Regions from separate parts of the Zea mays genome. Here region 1 is linked to region 2. Evidence: chromatin contacts called from public Hi-C data. All regions are on one chromosome and are shown on one strand. Each heading gives the region's core, a stretch centred on a gene start, on an enhancer-like site or on the middle of the called end of the contact. The rest is flanking DNA. Distances are from core to core; before and after follow the strand shown. Region 1 holds the start of LOC110485087. Region 2 holds the start of LOC103650526 (probable mediator of RNA polymerase II transcription subunit 37c).

Evidence for each region. A called contact is a pair of places that touch in the nucleus more often than the background predicts.
Region 1: a contact with region 2 is called in a Hi-C map of ear, with 2.0 times the contacts expected there. The contact joins the promoter of LOC110485087 here to the promoter of LOC103650526 in region 2. A contact is called at or near these places in 3 of 25 Hi-C or Micro-C datasets (ear, endosperm and tassel).

The regions. Positions count from the first base shown.
Region 1 is chr3:128,494,516-128,501,306 of Zm-B73-REFERENCE-NAM-5.0, reverse strand. It overlaps LOC110485087, which reads left to right and starts at 3,789. Exons shown (of 2, transcript NM_001353000.1): 1 at 3,789-4,312; 2 at 4,993-5,477. The coding sequence starts at 3,873. The coding sequence ends at 5,338. LOC100272685 reads left to right here. Exons shown (of 6, transcript NM_001365772.1): 2 at 1,072-1,170; 3 at 1,250-1,358; 4 at 1,595-1,666; 5 at 1,790-1,795; 6 at 1,918-2,280. The coding sequence ends at 2,034.
Region 2 is chr3:127,905,133-127,912,080 of Zm-B73-REFERENCE-NAM-5.0, reverse strand. It overlaps LOC103650526 (probable mediator of RNA polymerase II transcription subunit 37c), which reads left to right and starts at 4,993. Exons shown (of 2, transcript NM_001319757.1): 1 at 4,993-5,249; 2 at 6,853-6,948. The coding sequence starts at 5,036. LOC111591276 (small nucleolar RNA Z195/SNORD33/SNORD32 family) reads left to right here and starts at 6,111; the gene lies at 6,111-6,191. LOC111591214 (small nucleolar RNA Z194) reads left to right here and starts at 5,608; the gene lies at 5,608-5,709. LOC111591227 (small nucleolar RNA F1/F2/snoR5a) reads left to right here and starts at 6,423; the gene lies at 6,423-6,562. It also overlaps LOC111591277.

The sequences.
Region 1 (6,791 bases), core at 2,540-5,039, 590 kb before region 2:
CTGCTTTTGTAGATCCCCAATTTTCTCAATTCCTTGCTGGAAACGGGAGCAGATCATTACCCCTGTGTGCTGCCCTTGCTCTTAATTGACTGCTAGATCAATATCATGATTACTGCCCTTGCTTTTAATTCACTGCTAGACCAAGAAGTTATAAATTGCTAATTAATATTTATCATGTAGTATGCGCGGTGCATGCTAACTTGCTAATGGTTATCTAGTTAAACAACTAGTCAGCCCAACATCCAGTCACGGCATCCAAAGCGCTGGTGCCAACTTGCGTGTACGTAGTTGTGTCACAAAAGAAAGTGATCATAGAGTCCATGTGGAACATTGCATCGTATATTTTGTCTGCTACATCTTACTAGAATTTTTTGTGTTTGTCATCTTGCATATGGTTAATTGTATCTTAATTTGTAATGTGTTTAATTTTGCATAAAAAAGAGCTTTGTAATTTATTTCATTCTGAAATTTATGCTTTGTCGGTTTCCCAAGAAGCACACTTTTGTCTGCACTTGCAAAAGGAAATGCACTTTCTATTTATTAGAAGAACTGTGTGAAAAGTTTGCTTTGAGTTTAAGGCAATTGGTACTGTACTACTGTTGCAGTTGCATGCATTCTATTTTTACTAGTCATTTGTATGGGACAACACACTTTGTATTGCTTTGCTTACCTAATATATATTTCTTGGTCAGATATATATCCTGTAGTGTCACATATTTGTAGTATATATCTGGCTAAATCTGGAAGCCAAACACATGACTCTAGGACTAGTTGGTTATGTTAAAATTAAACATTAAATCACCAAATAAACGGACCTGGAATTTTTGCTATTTGTTTATGCGCATCGGATTTACTCCTTTGTGCTACAACAATTGTTGGTATCACCATGTGCTACTGCTTTCTCTTGTATCACAGTTCCAGTAATACTTGATGCGCTCGAAATTGGTCATTACAGTTTTTTTTGGAGTCATTGCATCATGTATATGTGCTCCCTTCCGTTTCATATGACGGCAAATCAATCCCATATGTTCTCATAGCATCTGCATGGACTTATTGTAAAACCTATTGCAGGACTGCCTATGATGTGTCCATTAATGACGACTCTTGGCCAACAGAAGTGTTTGAGCTTGTCACTGGAGAGAAATCGAAGACATTGGAAAGGCTTGACCCGTGAGTACATTTTGTAATGCATATCACTGCTTTACATGTTCATGTACAGTAAAGTTAATGATTACCTTGACTCTTTCAGTGGTGCCACTGCTTCACACACATATGTCCTGGAGACCAAAACACAGGGCAGGTTCCAGGGTTCACCAGCTATCATTACATACCGTGTTCCCACAAAGACAGCTCTTCAGGTCCCCCCCACCCCACTTTATCTCTACTGTTAAATGTCTTCAAGTCGTCCAATTAATCGCGATTAGTCGTCCAAGTTGGTTTGGACCAATCACGATTAATCGCCCTAGTCGGTCAGCAAGAACGACCAGCAAGTCGTCCGACTTGAAAACATTGCTACTGTACATAATTTAGTAGTGTTTCTTGTATTGTCCAACCCACGGTGTTTCGCTAAATCAATGCTTTGTACATGTTGAAGGAGGCATACTCAACTCCCATCTTCCCACTGGATATTCTCGCTGAGAGACCTCCAGAGAAGAAGTTTGAATGGGTAAGTAAGCATGCCATTGCACGCACAACCTAGTTCATGTTTCTTGCCCATACTGATGTTCGGATGCTGTTTCTGGTGTTACCTCTGCGTGGAAATCTGAATATGCTCTCATACTATGTTCAGGCTAAGGTATTTTTCTCTTTCCCTCTACTCTGGTCAATTTCCCTAGTTCATCTAAATAAAATTTTCAGGCAGATTTTACCATTCATTTGAGCTGGACACTAACAAAAAAAATTGTTATCCATGTGCAGAGGCTTGTGATGAAATACGGGTCACTTGTGTCTGTTGTCTCTTTTGTTGGACTGTTTATCTACCTTGTCGCGAGCCCGTCGAAGAGCAGCTCAAAGGCAAGCAAGAAGAGACGCTGATCTACTTATAGGTCGCAGTTGACGGTGTAGCTGGTGGTTTTGCCTGGAGGAACTCTTGGTAGTTTGAGCTGTGCGAAAGCTTTTAAGTTTACATTTACTCACCACTCCATGAACGGCAACGAAGTATTCATCAGTTAGAAAAGTGCACCTATAATTTTGGTTGCTTATAACTTTCTATTTGTCAGAGATTTAACTCGAAGGACCTGTAACTAGGAAAGTTAATTTTGCTTGGAAGAACATTTTGATATGATCGTTGTTCCTGTGCTTCGTGCGTGGTGCCGTGAAATTGAGAGGAACCATTTGGTGGGACGTTTTCAGCTGACAATGGTCATGACATTGCAACTGCCGTTAATCTGAACCATGCATGTTGAAGATCACATATTTAATAGTTAGGCCCTGTTTGGGAGCGCATTTTTTCAAAACCACAGTATTTCAAATACCATGGTATTTCAAAGCCATGACATAAGCTCAGTTTTAAATACCACAGTATCCAATACATAGAGGTGTTTGGGAACGTAGTTTTCAACCAAATCATAATGTGAAAAAGAAAGCTAAAACAAATTCTACTCCCAGCCACGTAATGCTTTCCCAATCAAAAAAGAACCTCCCAGCCTAGAGCGCACCTGTTGCAAATCAAAATAGCCAGTACATGTACATTAGAACAAGTTGTCATTGTTTTCCCAAGTGTTAAAATCAGAACAAGCTGTCATCGTTTTCCCAAGTTTTGAAATCATGTTGCTGGCTTTAAATGTCCAAGGTTCCCAAGAATTGACTACACGAGAGAAGAAGAGAAAAGTATCTTATTCTCTGCCTCCCATGTTTATATATATGTGTGTGAACCAGCCCATTCTAACTTTTACATTTATAAAGGTAGGGCTAGTTTGGAAACCCCATTTTTCTATAGAATTTTAATTTTCCCATAGGAAATTAGTTCATTTTCCCTTTGAAAAATTAGAATCCCTTGGAAAAACGATGTCCCCAAACTAGCCCGTAGTTAGGAGTTAGACGGAAAAAATAGCTGAAAAGAAAATTTACCTTATTTTGATAACTTATTCTTTTTCAATGATTGTAATATTAGCATGCAATGTAACATACACAAAACAAACTTACGCACATAGCATTTGTGAAACATAACATCTCTGAATAAAATTATGCACGAGATGGTGAAACAAACACAAGATTTATTATGACAAAAATACGCACAAGACTTGTGAAAGAAATTTGTGCACGCAAGATTTGTGAGTATAAATTACGTGTAAACAGATTTGTGGAAAAAACATACGCACTTGAGATTTGTGAACATAAGATCCTAGATCAGATCAGAAGAAGAGAAAACGTTAAAAAAAAACTGAAGAGTACAAAAAGGAAAAAAAAAGCACGGCAGCGTACTGCGCTCTGCAGCTAGCCAGTACAGGAATGAGAAAGGAGAACGGGCTGAGATATCACAAGGCACAAGCCATGCTGAGAAAGTGAGACGAGCGTTCGCTCAGGACGAATGACCGCTGAACTGGATTTGGGCTGTTTTGCTCACTTAAAGAGCCCAACTTCACCCAGATGGCCCATGAGAACCAGCCCACTCTTCTCCTCCCGCAGCCTCTCTGTCTCTCGCTCATTCCAATACACTGACACGACGGTCCCATCACTCATCGGACGGTTCAAACCAGCCGTGAACCTCATCTCCACCATCCGCCGTAGGGTAACCCTCCCCAAACCCTCACGACGCACTATATAATGCTCTCTCTTCTCTCTCGTCCAACGCTAGCCGCACCGCGCTCACTTCCGCACCCTCTTCCCGCCGCGCCGCCGCCGCCGCCGCTTCCTCCCCGCCGCCGGGCAAGATGGGTCGCGTGATCCGCGCGCAGCGTAAGGGTGCGGGATCCGTGTTCAAGTCCCACACCCACCACCGCAAGGGCCCCGCCCGGTTCCGCTCCCTCGACTTCGGCGAGCGCAACGGGTACCTCAAGGGCGTAGTCACCGACGTGATCCACGACCCCGGACGCGGCGCCCCGCTCGCCAAGGTCACCTTCCGCCACCCCTTCAGGTACAAGCACCAGAAGGAGCTCTTCGTCGCCGCCGAGGGCATGTACACCGGCCAGTTCGTTTACTGCGGCCGCCGCGCCACGCTCTCCATCGGCAACGTCCTGCCGCTCCGCGGGATCCCCGAGGGTGCCGTCGTCTGCAACGTCGAGCACCACGTTGGTGACCGCGGTGTCTTCGCCAGGGCCTCTGGGGACTACGCCATCGTGATCAGCCACAACCCTGACAACGGAACCTCGAGGTCTTAACACCATCAGCATCCCTCCTTTCTCTATTTCATTCGTAGGATGAGACCTGATGTGGTAGTTCGACTATGAGTACTTGTATCACTATCTGATATGTTAGGATTCATGTAGCATTCTGAAAATAGTTTAGCTCTGTTCTTGTGGCTTTAGATTTAGTATTTTTACAATTTTAGAACAAAACGCTTCGAATTGTGCTCTAGTATAGTAGACATATCTGCCACATTCTAGTTGTTTCGATAGGAAAGGTTTAGGAAGTTTCTTGCGTTATGGAGGTATATTTAGTTCTGTAGGCATTTGAAGTTGATTTGTTCGTATATTTTGTGATATTATTGTGCTGCTTTACACATCTCGATTGTTTATACTTATGAAATTGTAAGTTTTTTTCTCATCTGATGATGGCAGCCTTAATATTACATTTTTACAGCTGAACATATTGTAGAATACCTCCATTGTAGAATACCATGTAGATATTGCAAGTTCTTAAGGGTTGGTTTGGTGGACGGGAAATGGAGCCATGGATCCCCTCTGTTTTCCTGTCTACCAAAGCAGCCCTAATATTGCTGCCTATTGATGTTCTAATGTGGCAGAAGATAATATTGTTCTAGTGTAGTTGTCTATATATATATATTATAATCTATCCCAAACAATAGTTCCTAATTTTGCTCTGTTTTTACAGGATCAAGCTGCCATCTGGTGCCAAGAAAATTGTCCCCAGCAGCTGCCGTGCCATGATTGGGCAGGTTGCCGGTGGTGGCAGGACTGAGAAGCCGATGCTGAAGGCTGGCAACGCCTACCACAAGTACCGTGTGAAGAGGAACAGCTGGCCCAAGGTCCGTGGTGTGGCCATGAACCCCGTGGAGCATCCCCACGGAGGAGGTAACCACCAACATATCGGTCACGCCTCTACTGTCCGCCGCGATGCTCCCCCTGGCCAGAAGGTCGGTCTCATTGCGGCTAGGAGGACTGGAAGGCTCAGAGGCCAGGCTGCTGCCACAGCCTCCAAGGCTGACAAGGCCACCTAGAGTATTGTTGTTCTTGTTTTATCTATCCCTCTGCTGTGATTTATTAGATGGTTAAAAAGGACGTGTTCCGCTATGGATGGTACTATGGTGAAACATTGTGTCAGTTTTTGTGGTATCTGTATGGATTTTCAAGTATGCCTAAAGAAGTTTTTGGTGCTCAATGATATATGCCTCTTTTCTCAGTTTGCATTTTGGTTTGTTGTTGTAGAATTGTTGAACGGTTGTCTCCGATCGTGTAATTTCTGAGTTCCTTAACGTTGGTTGTGCATGGTTTGTCAAACAAATGTAAGTGGTAATTACCCTGAACTTCATTACGGCTGAGTTATAGAGATTGTTGGAACTGGGAGGTGCTTGATAGACGGCTGGACAGATTTTGAGCCTAGAAATTTAAATTTCAACACAGTTCTCCCTAATTTCTCCATCTGTATCTCACTATAATCATAAAATATTATTTCTTATACCTACTTTTTATTTACTATCAATTTTTATCTAATAACAATTATTCGCGGCCATCCAACATATGCAATGAATGCTGCTAGAGGAGTGACGGGAGAGAGAAGAATCCCGTCGGCTGAAGGGGCATATGCAATGAATACTGCTAGAGGAGTGAAGAATCCCGTCGGCTGGAGGGACTCGTAGGGGGCGCCCGGCGTGTACTGTAGCGGCGTAAGTACTTTCCCCTCCTAAATTAAATCAACTTAACTTCTAGAATCACAAGTTAAAACTATTTCAACTTGGTTAATATTTTTATAAATATAACAAACATATATCGCTTCAAAGAAATACATTATAGAAATACATCATGAACGTTTTTATAATTTATAAGAGCATCTTCAACCAGAAATTCTATATTTGAGTCCTTAAAATTGAAATGGCACCTGATTAAAGTGATTAAAGTGTTTAGGGTTAAAAAAAGTTTGCGGCTCCAACAGCTGAGCTATATATATCATATTATTAGAAAATAAATCATTTTATTTACGAAATAAAGGTTAGGAATAGTGTATAAAATGAGGATAGAGCTTTAATATACGAGGTACTATATTTAATACTTGAAGGGACGAGCCCTATAATTGTTTAATGATTTTTTTTCTAAAAGTAAGTTCCCTATTGGAGCATATTTTTTGAGTTAGAGTCCTATATTTCAAAATATGACATTGTTTATGACTTTTGTTGGAGATGGTCTAAGACTACTTTCAGCAGATTTCCTACTCACTCACTATTTCAAACTTTTTTTCTCCAAATATTGTAATCTACCGTATAAAACAGTATTTTGCACGACCCTTTATACGACGTATTGTAAATGGTCAGCCTACTTTTGGTTGAGCTTTCCTACCTAGATTGACTCTCAGATTTTAATGTGTTGCCATCTAACTTTTCAAAATATTTACCCATCGTGCTGCCCATTACATTTTGTTTTCCTTTCTTTTCATCCACCCTCGATAGAGCATCTTCG
Region 2 (6,948 bases), core at 3,744-6,243:
TGGAGGCCATTAAAACAGCATACAGCACCTTCTCCAATTCTGTATAGTTTTTCTTTGATAAACTGAGAACTTCGGAAACAAAGTATACTGGAGCCTGCTTTTTCAATTTCCCTTCAAGCTTCTCTTGAACAAGCGTCGCACTTACTACAGAGTGTGAAGCTGCCACATACAGCAGCAGAGGAGCCCCTGGCGCTGGTGGAGTTAGAGTTGTTAAATCTATCAAATACTGTTTCAGTTCTTCGAAGGCTTTTTGCTGAGCTGATCCTCATTGAAAAACTTCGGCTGGCTTCAGCACTTCAAAGAATGGTAAATTTCTCTCTGCCGATCTGGATATAAATCGATTTAAAGATGCTAGTCTTCCTGTCAGCCGTTGAGCCCCTATCTTTGTGCTTGGCGGCTCCATCCGAAGGATAGCTTCGATTTTATTTGGATTAGCTTTGATCCCTTTTGTTGAAACCAAACAACCAAGGAATTTCCCCTTCTTTACCCCGAAGACACATTTTTCTGGATTCAGCTTTAGACCAGCTTGCCTAAAATTAGCGAATGTCTCCTGTAGATCAGCAATGTGATTTTCTTGCTTTGTGCTTTTTACTATGATATCATCAACATATGTTAGCACGTTTCTGCCTATCTAAGAATGAAGAACCTTTGCTGTCATTCTGTTGAAGCTTCCTCCAGCATTCTTGAGCCCCTCAGGCATCCGAAGGTAACAATATGTACCACTGGGGGTGATGAAACTGGTTTTTGGCTCGTCTTCTTTCTTCATCCAGATTTGATGGTAGCCTGAATAACAATCTAGTAAACTCATGAGCTCTGACGAAGCTGCTGCGTCTACCAGAGAATCTATCCTTGGTAATGGAAATTCATCCTTCGGACAAGCCTTGTTGAGATCAGTAAAATCAATGCACATTCTCCATTTACCATTGGCTTTCTTCACCATAACAGTGTTAGCTAGCCATTCTGGGTATTTTACTTCTCTGATGACTCCAGCGCTGAGGAGTCTTTTCACTTCATTTCGAGCACCTTCGGCTTTGTCATCAGACATCTTCCGAAGCCTCTGCTTTCTAGGTCTGAAGGATGTGTCAACATTGAGTGAGTGTTTAATAACATCCCTGTTGACACCACATAGATCATTAGCTGACCATGCGAAGACATCTTTGTTGTTGAACAGGAACCTTATTAGGGTTTTCTCCTGCTCTTCAGACAATTGAGATCCCAATAGCACCTTCTGCTCTGCTATATCGTCACATAAGAGCATGGGCTTCGGCTGATCAGCCGAGGCAGCTTTCTCCCTTCTGTACTTGTATTGCTCACAAGCTTCGGCTCCATCTATGTTATGGATTGCTTTTGAATCTGTCCAGTTTCCTTCGGCCTTTCTGGCAGCTTCCTGACTTCCATGAATAGCAATAGGCCCTTGATCCGAAGGTATCTTCATGCAAAGATATGCTGGATGAAGAATTGCTTCAAAAGCATTGAGAGTACCACGACCAATGATTGTGTTGTAAGGTACTCCATGTCAACAATATCAAACACAACTTGTTCAGTCCTTGTATTGTTGATAAATCCGAAGGTCACTGGTATCGTGATCTTGCCAAGTGCTACAATCTGCCTTCCTCCGAAGCCACAAAGGGGATGTGTGGCGTCATGGATCTTATCTTCGGGCTCTTGCATCTGTCTGAAGGCCTTAGCAAATATAATATCCGCTGCACTGCCTGTGTCGACCAGAACATTGTGGACCAAAAATCTTTTGATAACACAAGAAATAACCATAGCATCATTGTGAAGGTAATCCTTGAGCTGAAGATCCTCTTGGGAGAAGGTAATCGGGATGTGGGACCATCTTGACTTGATGAAGGGTCCTTGCACCCCGACATGCTGTACCCTTCTCTGTGCCTCCTTCTTCTGCTTCTTGTTGGCTGTCTTTGAGCATGAACCGCCTGTTATCGGGAGTACGAGCTTCGAAGCCGAAGCAACTCCAGCTTTGAACGAAGCCATCAGCTCAGAAAGTGGAAGTGAGTTCACCGGAGGTGGGCGCCAATATTGGGGACTTGTTCTCAAATGCTATGAATTAAGAACAAGGCAACACAAAGATGTTAAGTATTAAAGCCCTTCGTCCGATGAAGCATTGTCTCCCCAAGGATCCAATGAGCTTCGGACGAAGGTCATGAGTAAAATATCACGAAGATTTTACCTTCGTGATCATACTTGCAAAACAATGAATAATGAAAAATGAAGTACAAAGTATAAAACATATTCACACATTTTATTGTATGAATATAAATATTAAAACATAGTATTTGGGCACATTTATACCTTCGCCTTGGCGGAAAGCAATAATTCAAGCGTAATGTGCCAGTGATTACAGGATTCCATGAACAGTGTCGGGGTACTATTCACCTATTTATAGGCACAGGGTGCAATCTGCGTAAAATTACATTTATGTCCTTTATAATCGACTACAATAATGACACAAAACATTATGGGTCTTTAAGTCAATCCATCTTTAAGTCGGTTCGGCTCTTTATCTTGAGATCTGTCATTGTGCCGAAGCTTTATAGATAATAGCTTCGGCGCTTGCTCCTGAGAAGACCTTTCGAAGGTGTTCTCTTTCTTTAGAATCTTCGGCTACGAAGCATACCCCAACAACCAGGATGTTGGGCCTTCGAAGTAAGGACGCCTGGTTCTACTTCACAGAATAGTAAACATTGTCCACTTTGCCCCTTTGCCTTAACAAGTCAGCAACACTATACGTAGCAACGAAGTGTAGGCTCAATTTTGGTCGTTTTCTCATTTTTCCTTCTCGCCGCTGGTCCTCATCTTTTTTTCCCCATACGTGGTTGACTAGTTGGAACAGTGTTTTTCTACAGCTTCTATGCGAGTGTTTGTTTGTAGGGACTAAAATTTAGAAATAATAATACGTGACTAAAGGAACCAAACATCCTCTAATTCAATACGTGAGCTCATGGCCTCAATCTCCCTTTTCTGACTATTGGGCTGCAGCCGGATGTACCTGCAGCAGGAACATGGAGTACTTAGCTAGACTGTTTATTAGTTTTTGGAATATAATAAATATTCCGCTTTATCATTTTCCCATGGGAACTTAAGGTTATCTTAGTATACAATGTTTATTAGTTTTTGGAATTTTTTCAGTTGCATTTGGATGATTTTCTATATAAATAATAATAATAATACACAAAATAGCTTTAAAAATTCTTATTTTTTACGGAGGAACAATATACATATAGTTCTAAAAACATTTAGACCATAAATTTCATACGATGTCAGCGTTTCTTCCATTCCACTTCCACTTACTGCGTGAGTTACAAGTAAAATCGTTCTATGTATTAAAGTTTCAACATGATCAATACTTCACTTATCATTTTTATGTGGGCACTTGAGGTTATCTTTGTACAAAATGCCTATTAGTTTTGATAACTTATTTGCAATTTTCGGTCGAAACTAGAGTGTTTTGTGAATTTAGTTACATTTTGATGATTTACTGTACAAAAAATTAATAATGCACAAATAGCATCAGAAATTTATGAAATTATACATAGGGACAACATAAGACCACATATACTCAATAAAAATAATGGGATCATAAAATGCACAAGATGTCAACGTTTCTTCTATTTCACTTCTATTTATTGCGTGAGTTACACGTAAAATCACTTCAAGTATCAAAGTTTCAACATAATCAATATTTTACTTTATCATTTTTATGTGGGGACTTGAGGTTATCTGCTTATAAAATGTTTATTAGTCTTGATAATTTATTTACAATTTTCTGGCTGAACAAGAATATTTTATGATAAGCAGCTCATGCATTATCCGACAAGTATCTGATATCCGACCAAATAACATATGTATCCGTCACTTATCCGTCCAAATAAATATCTGGTCGCTGTATCCGTATCTATCCCGTTTCTAACTATTTGTATATGATCCCGAATCCGATTGAAATACATTAGGGTAGGATACAAGATGAGCCCCTATCCGTCTGTATACGTCCCGTTTTTACCCATACTCGTCAAACTTTTTAGGACTTGTTTGATTGTGTCCGAATCAAAGGGGATTGAAGGAGATTAAATCCCTCCCTAATAAAAAATAAATAGAAAAAGATTTAATCTTCTTCAATTCAAACGCAATGGAACAAGGCGTTAGAAGTTTCATCCAACTTTTTTGCTGGTCTTAATTGCAACTTCTCCTAGAGCTCTGTTGACTCCATCTTCCATAACTCCATTAAGCTCAGAGCTAGAACCTACATTTATGCACAATTTTTTTATTTCAAAAAGAACCTACGTCTATTCCAAACGATGTGATAAAAAATGCAATAATTTTGTAGGGCTAGTTTAGAAACTCAAATCCCCTATATAATCAAAGGAGATTTAAGTTTCTCGTAGAGCTTATTTGGATGCATGGGATTGTAAGAGCTCGTATGGTGTTTGATCGAGTTTCTTCATCAATGTAGACCTTGTTTAGATACTCTCATATTTACTTCAATACATGTGTATTGAGGTGAACTAGAGTGTAAATTAGTTTAAATTACACTTTAATCCACTTTATTACACGTGGATTGGGGTGAATATTGAGTATCGAAACAATGACTCATCAGGGAGGCTTGTCTCTGTGGGCTGGTTCTAAGCGTAAGCGGGCCGGCCAGCACTTATGGTATATGACTTGGGCTGAGATCTGGTCACAACCCATCCCTCCGTCAAAGATTCCTTTTACTCACGTGAAAGCAACCAGAAAGGAAAAAAAAGGCCGTTTAAATAGCCGAAAGGCGCCCGTGGAAAAGACGCCGCCATGCGCCTTCGTTCACACGATCGCGTGCCAACGGCTCAGATGTCCCCACGACGCGCCCAGGAACATTCTAGAACACCACAGCCCACGCGCTGACGACGAGCCCTTTGTTCCCTATAAAAGCCACTGCCCGGCTCAGTCTCTCGCCCTCTCGAAACCCTAGTCCCCTGCTCCATTCTCAGCCGCCGCCAATCCCTTCCCGTGCTCCGCAACCGCTGAGTGAGAAGAAGAGATGGCCGGCAAGGGCGATGGCCCGGCTATCGGCATCGATCTCGGCACGACGTACTCTTGCGTCGGCGTGTGGCAGCACGACCGCGTCGAGATCATTGCCAACGACCAGGGTAACCGCACCACGCCCTCGTACGTCGCCTTCACCGACTCCGAGCGCCTCATCGGAGATGCGGCCAAGAACCAGGTCGCCATGAACCCCATCAACACCGTCTTTGGTGAGTACACTCCACCATTTAGGCTCTTACTCCTTTCCTAGCTCGGATACGTTTTGTTTACCGTGACTAGCGGTTTTGTCTGACCCATACGACCCATCTACGTTACTGCTTGATTTGATATGTTTAAGTTTCTGTCGTAAAAGTAGCTCAGATCCGATCTAGTTTGGCTATGTTTTTGTCTAGATCGGTTGGATCTGAAGGCGACTGTGATCTGTAGTAGTTCCGTAGTTATTTTTCCTCTGGCTGGGTTTAGATCTGTTATTGTTTGTCATGGTAGCTTTAGATCTATTTGTTTTTTATCACCTATTTGGTATATAATACTGGTCCGAAGGCTCTGCAGTACTATTTGTCAACTCTTGGCAGATTGATGATGAAACAATTACCCCAAGCGCTTTATTCCACTGATGCCAGTGATGGAAAACTATGCTATCATAGTTTTTGTGGTTTTCAATCTGAAACTGCAGATCAAGAGTTTTTTTAGGTTTCCTTCGATTTTGTGTTTGGTTTTTCTTCTTCCAGCCATGACAAAATGAAAACCATTAGTTTTATTTGGTTAAGTAATGGGATAAGTGATGATATTTGTATCCACACGAGATATCTGTATTTACTATGATGCCAACATTATGCATCTCCATCTGATCTCTCATTATCTTATCATATTGCTTTAGCTACAACTATTGGCTCCCTAGTTTTAGATTGTACCTTATATGATTGGTGGTTGGCACCTCTGCACATCAATCATTGCTTTGATTGCCAACGTTTAAAAATGTTGTACTGCTATTTATTTGCTCTTATTTTTTTATCATGCATGTGGTTGAGATTTACTTGAGTAGAACGTTCACGTTGTAGTACAATTTTTACTGGAGAAGTGATGAAGTCATAACATAGGAAATATCTGCATTCACTGTGATGATCACATCATGCACTACCATCTGATCTCCTACATTTCAATTTTATTGCAAACTTTTGCCAGTTTTATAGTAACTTGTAATTCGGCAGTAGTTCTGTGAAGTCTATAGTATTTGTTGTTTTTTATGTGCAATCCGTGATGCAAGACAATTTCCTGAACCACTGTGATTAGTACAGCAAAAATCACCATCTTTCGACTGAGATTGCACTGCCAGTTTGAGTTTTATTGCATGCAAAGTGTTTCTGTGTGTAATTTGTTGCAGTCAATGCCATTTGGTATCTGACTCGCAGTCATTTTTCGTGATTGTGTGTCTCGAAACATGGCAGAAAACAAAGGGGAATGGATCTTGCGACACTGGTTGACCATTTATGAGCTTCCAGTTACTATATGCCCGTTTACATTATCTGTTTGGGCAAGTGATTATGACTGAAAAAACTGACGTCTGTTTTTTCTTAGCTAGCAAGTTGTATTTTTTTTGAAATCAGTCTGATTATTGGAGTTTGTTGATTGACCTTTATGCTATTGGTATCTTGACTCATGTCAGTTTTTTATTAGTTAGGTATACTTGGTTACATAAGCAGATATCATTTGATTGATCAAAGTTTTGTATTTGTTAACAGAAGTGTTGTTGTGTTACATTTCAAATTGTATGGTATTAGAATGCATTTCTGACATGATTGGGTTCATATGCAGATGCCAAGCGTCTCATCGGCAGGAGGTTCAGTGATGCGTCTGTCCAGAGTGATATCAAGTTGTGGCCCTTCAAGGTCATTTCTGGGCCTGGTGAGA